Linked DNA regions of Zea mays: region 2 is linked to region 1. Evidence: chromatin contacts called from public Hi-C data. All regions are on one chromosome and are shown on one strand. The core of a region is the stretch at or near the end of the contact, and the rest is flanking DNA. Distances in the headings are between cores, read along the strand shown.

The links. A called contact is a pair of places that touch in the nucleus more often than the background predicts.
Region 2: a contact with region 1 is called in a Hi-C map of ear, with 4 times the contacts expected there. The contact joins the promoter of sbp12 here to the promoter of LOC100382848 in region 1. A contact is called at or near these places in 2 of 25 Hi-C or Micro-C datasets (ear and leaf).

What each region holds. Positions count from the first base shown.
Region 1 is chr5:88,200,350-88,204,563 of Zm-B73-REFERENCE-NAM-5.0, reverse strand. It overlaps LOC100382848, which reads right to left and starts at 2,357. Exons shown (of 8, transcript NM_001175544.1): 1 at 2,134-2,357; 2 at 930-1,164; 3 at 724-858; 4 at 35-251. The coding sequence starts at 836.
Region 2 is chr5:88,807,266-88,811,256 of Zm-B73-REFERENCE-NAM-5.0, reverse strand. It overlaps sbp12 (SBP-transcription factor 12), which reads right to left and starts at 2,699. Exons shown (of 4, transcript NM_001136780.1): 1 at 2,286-2,699; 2 at 1,552-1,688; 3 at 948-1,181. The coding sequence starts at 2,599.

The DNA of each region.
Region 1 (4,214 bases), core at 1,108-3,607:
TGAATCATAAACTTGTCTAAGTCAACAGGTCCACCTTGACAGTTGAGCATGTTGAAGCAGGCTCCTTATGCTCTGATATATCCAATCCTTCTTCTTTCAAAATATCTGTCGATGGCCTCCACTTTATATGGCTGACGCCATTAACTTTGCTAACAAGAAATTGTATTTCTTGCCTATATTTCTCAACCCAAGCAGCAGATGAAGCAATGACAGCAACATCAGCAAAGATGTCCACTATTAGACCAGACAATCTGCAACTCAGAATCAGTGAGAAGAAATTTCAGATGTGTTTCCAATAAAACTGAGTCAACAACAATATAAAGCCATCGTGTTCCTAAGAAAATATAGTAAAGCTAATACTTTTATGCTGAACAGTATGGTCCTCAACCAAGAGAACTCGAGGCACACCAACATATTATTCATCTAAAGATCTTAGCTTAAAAAGAAAGGGCAGACCCAGTGCCACAGGCTCCCATATGAAGGGGTCTGAGAAAGGGATAAACCAAGGGGTCTGAGAAAGGGATAAACCGAGACAAGCCTTCTCTCTGCAAAGAGGCTCCTTCGAACCAGTGACCTAGTGACTCAATAAGACAACTCTCACCACTCCACTAGGTCTGTCCTTCTAAGAATAACAACACTAAGACTAACAACTCTACAAACTGTACTTCTTTAGTGACTTGAACAAGGTCCCAACTTCTCATGGTAACTAAATTTAACACACACCTGTCTCCTTCACTGTTGATGAGGCGATAAGCATTTGTGTCAGCTGAAGGGAGACCCAAACTGTGCCGCAAACCAACAGCGGATGAAATCCTTGCTTCAAGCAGTCTTTCCATATTAAGTGCGCATGTGGGATCTCTGAAAAGAAAGAAGGTAAGTAATATGTCAGCTTGAGCTGCTAAAATGTAGGTGATTGTAAAAACTGGTACCTATGTCACCTTCTTGCCTCTTCTTCTAGCTGCATCAACCGAACACAAAACATAGACACAGAGTTATAGAGACCCCATCCAATAGGTTTCTCTGTTCCATCAGCTACTAGAACAATATCGCCAGATTTCGGAGGAGGTCGACCGATTATCCTATTAACAGCACCGCTATACACCATTGGGCTCCCATCTCGGAATATTTGGGTCTTCCCCTTCTTTAAAATGACCTTTGCCAAACCTAAACAAGGAAGCATGTTTAAAGCTAGTCTTTACTTCAATTGAAGTGAAGTCACTAAGTCAGATAGCTATTAACCAATCAAAAAGATGTTTGGTATTACAGTGCGCCAATTTCTGAATGAGATGAGCTCTAGCCAGCCGATGGAGGAGGCTGACCTTTGTAAAATGATTTAGAAATTTATTAATAACTTTTATGCTGCTGGTACCATTGTTTCTTAATGTTGCATCAAATAACAAAGTGACACGAAATATATATGCCACCCAGGAGCACTAGAGTTTTGAATAAATATCCGGGGAAAAGGATATGATGGATTGGAAGAAATCCCGGTCCCTGGTGATTAGTGGGGTGTTTGGTTTGAGTAATGAGCTAGTCCATCATCTTCTCACTCCTAACTTTTTTGTTTGGTTTGTGGAATGAAATGAGTTGATACATCACCACCTTATTCCTCATAGTTAGTTAATTAGTACTAATATGTGGAATGAAGTCATCCCACCAAATTTGAGAAATGGACCCATGATGCACCATTTCATTTTGGATGGAGTGGTTCCTCAAACCAACACCCCATAAGAGAAGCAATCTTAGCAAAGGCAGTTCTCAGTTCTTACAGGAGCGAACCTTTTATTGGCAGATGCTCTATAAGCTGAAGCTAGTAAGCTACAATCAGACGCCTCGCCCGCATAAACCTAGCACTTAATTTCGCTGCTGCGTAAAAACTGAAAGCAATGCACTCTCCCCTTGCATTTCAGTAAACAGGAAGCAACATGGCCGTTGCCAGTTGCGTTGGTAGGCACACCAAGCCATCTTCTTGGCGGGATTTAACTCCGCTCGCGCCGCGCACCACACAATGAGGTGAAGGAGACAAATCGGCGCTAGCTCTAAGCAACAACATGGGATGAAGCTGGGGCGCGAGAACTGTTCGACAGTATGCGGCAGAGATAGGCAGAGATATGTGAAACAGAAAGGAGCGACCTCTGTGCTCGGCGGCGAGGTCTTCCAGGGTGGACGAAGAGGAGGAAGCGGAAGCGACGGTAGCGGCGGCGTAGGCTGCGGAGGAGGATCTCCTGGAGAGGCGGGACCTGACGAGCGCGGGCACCGATGCCGGTGCCGTGCCGCCGCAAGCGCGAAGGCGCAGCATCGCCGCGTGCTTGAGTTTTCGCCCAGATGGCTGCAGAGTCTCTTGCTTGCAGGTGGATATCTGCTCGACTGCCACCGCTGCGATTGGTGGGCCCTTTTATTGGCCCCGCACACCACAAAGTTTTGGATGGTTTTGCACTTGAAAGCTCGCCTGCTTGATTTTCTTGGGATATTTGCATCTTTGTCATAAATTTAAAAGATAAATGATCATTCAGAAGCTAGACTTTAAAAAATCTTTTGATAAGGTGGAGTATGATGTCATTCTACAAATACTACAACATAAGGGTCTTAGAGAAAAATGGATAGCTTAGACCGTGTTTGCTAGTTCATTCATACGGTCACTCAAAACATTATTTTACACTGTAGAGTGCATGGTTTGTAAAGTGTAGTTTGAATATAGAGATGAGGGTAGATAAGTTCTTGGAGATAGTCTTACAGTAAGTCGATAACGAGCCTGGGCACTTAGGTTCGACTAAACGAAGTGTCTTGGAAAGCCTTTCATTGTAAGAGAAGAGAGACAAGGTGGCCCCTTATTGTTAGTTCTATTTGTTTTGGCTACAGATCTTCTACAAAGCATAATCTAAAAAATCATGTTATAAAGAAAAAATTAGCTACCGTTCCTTTTTCTTATCATTCCTTTTTTCTGACGAATCATAGCAAAGAATATTGGTTTGTTAGAACTTCCTTTGAGACAACGAGATGGTGATGATTCCCAAAAGTGTAATATGCTAATGATACTTTTCTTATCATGGAAGCCTGCCCCAAGTAACTCTTTGCTCTCAAAGCACCTCTGAATTCTTTTGTTGAATCAATATGTCCTAGGGTTAATTATGCAAAGTCAAATGTCTACCCAATTAACATTTCTCAGAAGAAACTAGAACATCTTGCTCGAACTTTTAATTATCAAACACTGACTTTTCTTTTTACCTATTTGGGGCTACCTTTGGGTGTCACAAAACCAAAGATCGAGGATTTCTCACCACTGATAAACAATAAGGCTTTCTTCTACTTTGCAATTCTTATCTCAAGCTGGGAATTGGAAATGGTTAGCTCATGTTTGTCTTCTCTGCCTACTTACAACATGTCTACATATGTACTCTTGAAAGTCGCCTAGAGGGGGGTGAATAAGCGGAATCTGATTCGTAGTAGACCACTTTCTTCATCTTCTTCTTCTTCTTATCGCCACTCTGATGTGACTTGACACGGGGAGGGGATTCCTCCTTGCCTTTAGCTGGACTCCCTTGATGGAGCCTTCCCGTGGCTTGTGGCCTTCTCGTCGGTTTCCATCTCCCTCTTGGCGGATCCTCCCGACATCACTTCGAGTGGTTAGACTCTAAATGAAGTACCGGGCTCCGATACCAATTGAAAGTCGCCTAGAGGGGGGTGAATATGCAAAATCTGAAATTTATAAACTTAAGCACACACTACAAGTCGGGGTTAGCGTTAGAAATGAATCTGAGTCCGAAAGAGAGGGGAAAACAAATCAACCAAGAAATAAAGCGGATGAACACGGTGATTTGTTTTACCAAGGTTTGGTTCTAAAGAACCTAGTCCCCGTTGAGGTGGTCACAAAGACCGGGTCTCTTTTAACCCTTTCCCTCTCTCAAACGGTCACCTAGACCGAGTAAGCTTTCTCCTTAATCAAACGGGTCACTTAGACCCCACAAGGACCACCACACACTTGGTGTCTCTTGCTTTGATTACAAGTCACTTAAGAACAAGAATGAGGAAGAAAGAAAGCGATCCAAGAAACAAGAGCGCAAAGAACACGAACAAACTCTCTCTTAAGTCACTAGGTGAGTGGAATGTATTTGGGACTTGGAGAGGCTTTGATTCTATTGAAAATGTGTCTTGGAGTGAATGCACTAGCTCTTGTATTGAATGTGAAGTGCTGGAAACTTGGATGCTTGGAGTGG
Region 2 (3,991 bases), core at 1,450-3,949, 610 kb before region 1:
CAGGAACAGGAACGGCATGGCAAATGAAATCACATGACATGGTTCAATAAAACTAGCATGAAAACAAGCAGAGTTGTATGACAGTCAATTACAATTTCTAACTCTGATGCTCAGAATTATTAAACTGGTCACTAGCACAGTAAAATGTAAGTGCAGGAGAGTCAAATAGACCTGCAGTTTATTAGTAATTTCTTGCAAGCAAAATGAAGTTTACATGTCATCCATAAACGAAACATGGAGTAATTAATTATCTCAACAGTGATCTAGGACTTCAGAAACCTAGAATAGGTGAAACTAAACAAATAAAATAATGCTACCAAATATGATATTGATAGAAAAACATCTACGTTTTCTTGGCACTCAAAATCCATCATCGCTAATAACCAAGTCCCAATACCATTTTGGAGAAAATGGTATCAGTCCCTGCAACATTTTATTTCCCATAAATCCAACATAATCAAGTGTTTGCATCCTAAACTAACATGTGAATACAACTGACAGTTCAATTCTGGTAGCATTCTTCTTTTTTCTGGTAGTAAATTTACAGAGTAAAGAATCAAGCAACCTACAACAAAACATCTATAAGCCCAGTTTGAATAGAGGTATGGCAAGGAGTTCAGCAATCTTTGTTCCGCCATACATTCTATGCAGGCTAAATCATATGAATAGCTACAAAAATATTTTGACTTTTAAGTTCACAAGCTTCTGCAATGAAAATTCAAAGTACTCGTGTAATAATAATCAGCTTCCCATCTCTGCAAGCGATGATAAAATGGATAAAGGTCCCTTTTATGTGTCAACTGCGGAAGATGTTTTAGGTAAGGTCCGACTAAACCGGAGATGGTTTACAACCCTTTGTCAACAAATATGGCAAACCACTTAACAAAGCTTCTTCCTTGATGAACACATTTCTGCAGCAAGTATGGATAATGTTTGGAAAATCAAACCTTTCATTGGCCAAGGCTCATCTTTGCCATGGCTAAGTGTTGGAATAGCATTGAACATGTGAGATTTATCCAAATGAACTTGTCCAGTAATTGTCCCAACTTTTGTTGATACATCACTTATTTCCTTTGCATAAGGGGGCTTTAAGTCAGATGAGCTGTCCCATGGAGAAGTGAAGGGTCTTACATGGCTAACAGGAGCTTTATTCCAGACAAAACTTATTTGCCGCCTATCATCTGCAGTGGCAGAGAAGTTCAGGGATAAGAATATTTCACTTTATAAATAGGAGGTAAGAAGGTAGAATAATACAATTGAAACACGATAATCCTGCTAGCTGTATAGTACAAGATACATATATTACTAATCACGATACTCTCAAGTCCAATGCCTAGTTTCTATTTAATTACACGAAGAAACACAACAGACAACTTATTGCTAAGTATAAAAGATAGAAAGCTTGCCATTTGCGTAACAAGACATCTGTTTGCATGACGTACATGCAGATGAATCTAGAACCTGGCTAAGAGCCCATCACCACCATTTTTTCTAGTGTCCACTTCCACTGATAGCAAATTTCGAACAGTAGTCAAGATATGAAAACATTACCAAACAATGTCGAAGGCAGCTTTGCAGAGGCGAAGGTGAATGCATCTGGCTGAGGCTTCCGGCGGCGGGCATTGTGATCAGACAGACGCCTCCTGCAGCTCCTCTTCTTCTGATCAAACTCTGACAGCGCATGGAATCTGGATTGCCAGAACCCAAGCAATCAGCAAAAACAAAATAGACACTATTTATGGTTAAATGCCATGTAAAAGTGCAATACAGGAGATATATGCCTGCAATATTCACATAGTTTTAATGGAATAAAATAGACACGGGTCAGTAGCCCACAAAAAAACGCTCATCCCAAAAGCATACCCATATATCGAGAGCCATACCAAAACTGGAAAAGGGAAACAGGCATAGTAGCCATTTCTCATTTCACCCATGCGTACGATTCTCCACAACAAGTACAACAGTACCAATAGTGGAAAGGAAGCATCTTTCATTGCTAGATCAGGAAAAAAATGTAGTTCCGTACCCAAAAAAACGGCACAACCGCGCACGCAGCTCACGCGCCGTACACACACACAGCATGTAGCCACAAAACTAATAGAGAACACGTAAAAAACAACTGCTTGTCCAAACCAATCAACAAATCACGCGATAATTGCAGCGCAAAAGCGCGAACCATCGTTGCAGAAAGCAATCAAAGGAAGGAAGACGGAAGCAATCGCACAGAGCAAGCGAGAGAAGAGGCGTGGAGGAGGCAAGCGAGAGCAAGCGAGAAGACGACCCACCGGCTGCACTGCTGGCAGAACCGGCGCTCCTGGCCGGCGACGATGACGCGGGGGGACTTGGTGTGGGCCTCGCAGACGCGGTGCTTACGGTGGTAGTCCTTGACCCTGCTGAGGTCCAATCCGCACCCCTCGACCTGGCACCTCAGCTCACCTCCCCCGCGGTCCTCGCCGGCCCTGGCACGCTTCGCCTCCCGCTCCTTCCCGCCGCGCCGCGCCGGGGCGTCGCTGGAGGAGCCCGAGCCCGTGGCGGCGTGGTCTCCCCAGTCCCAGAGGAGGGGAGGCGATGAGGCGGGCTTCGGGGCCGTCCACTCCATGCGCCGCGGCGACGATTTGGGCTGGTCAATTCGGGATTTGGGGATCGAAGAGAGGATGGGAGAGGTGGTGAACAGTGTGGACTGTGGAGAAGACGAGATGGGGAAAGGGAATTTGGAATAGAAAAAAAAGGCAGGTCTTTTTTATATTTTGACCTCCTTTTTCTTTTTTTTTCTGTTCTTTTTTTTTGCATGTGCCTTTTGTTTCTTTTTTTTGAGGTATTTTTATACGGACAATTCTCAGTTTGCGTTTGCATCCCTTAAAAAAAAGATGTGTACCGCTTACGTATATGACCGTAGTGTTCAACTTCAGCATTAGCATCTTCATAGTTAAAAAAGGACTATTAAATTTAGGCCCTTAGTTTTGGCATCTTTCTCATTTCTACCCTTTGTTGTAATTTTTTTCTCAGTTTTACTCTTCTGCTCTATAGCGCTGGAAGGGCAAAACTGAGAAAAACCCACGACTAAGAATAAAAATGATAACACTAGCAAAACTAAGAGCATCACCTTAAAATCCGAAAAAACCAATAATTGTTTCTCAAAGGACTAAAAATATTAGGACCATATCCGTGAGTTTATCTAATACTTTCTATAAGGTCATTCTCAAGTGTCATGGGCATTAAATAGGCTATGGTATGACAGTGTATTTATTATGAAAGATATGAAATCAATTTCGTGGGGATGAAATCATGTGTACATTGTTTTTTCAAGATGTTTGTGTTTTGCATGTGACCTAGGAAACAATAAAGATGAAACTATGCACTGTGTGAGACTATTTCATCATAGTTTCAAACTTCCTTAGATGATGTGTCACTCTAGTTAATTGTGCCATGAAACTCCCATTGAGAAGGAAAAATTAACTATTTTAAGGTGGGTGACAAATTTTTTGCCATGTCAGTGACACATGTGTCAGTGGCATATGATTAAGAACATTTCGTAAAGATGGCAAATACTTAAATACCCCTATTGAGAATGACGTAATCTCACTCTAGAACATAGAGTAAAAATTTTGCATAGTTTTATACTTTTTTGTCTCTTCTATATTTGTATTAGGAATGGTATGGTATGTCTTATTCAAATATAGTGTTGGTACAAAAAGATGTGTGTATATGCAATCGTGTTTGGTTCAGCAATCTGAACCAAATTTATTGTAAGAAAATATAGAATCTCAATTAAACGGATATAACATTAAACAGATATAACAGTAGAATATATTTTTGAAATCTACATATTTCTCTAGTTTAATTTAGAATTACCTTCTATCCTAGATTTTTTATATTCTTGTCGTCAATGTTACAAATTATCATGCTATTATAGAATCTATAGTTTATAGTTGTTTAAACCAAATAAATTTTAGTTTTTTCATAATCGTCAGCTCACAACAGCTTTCGCAGC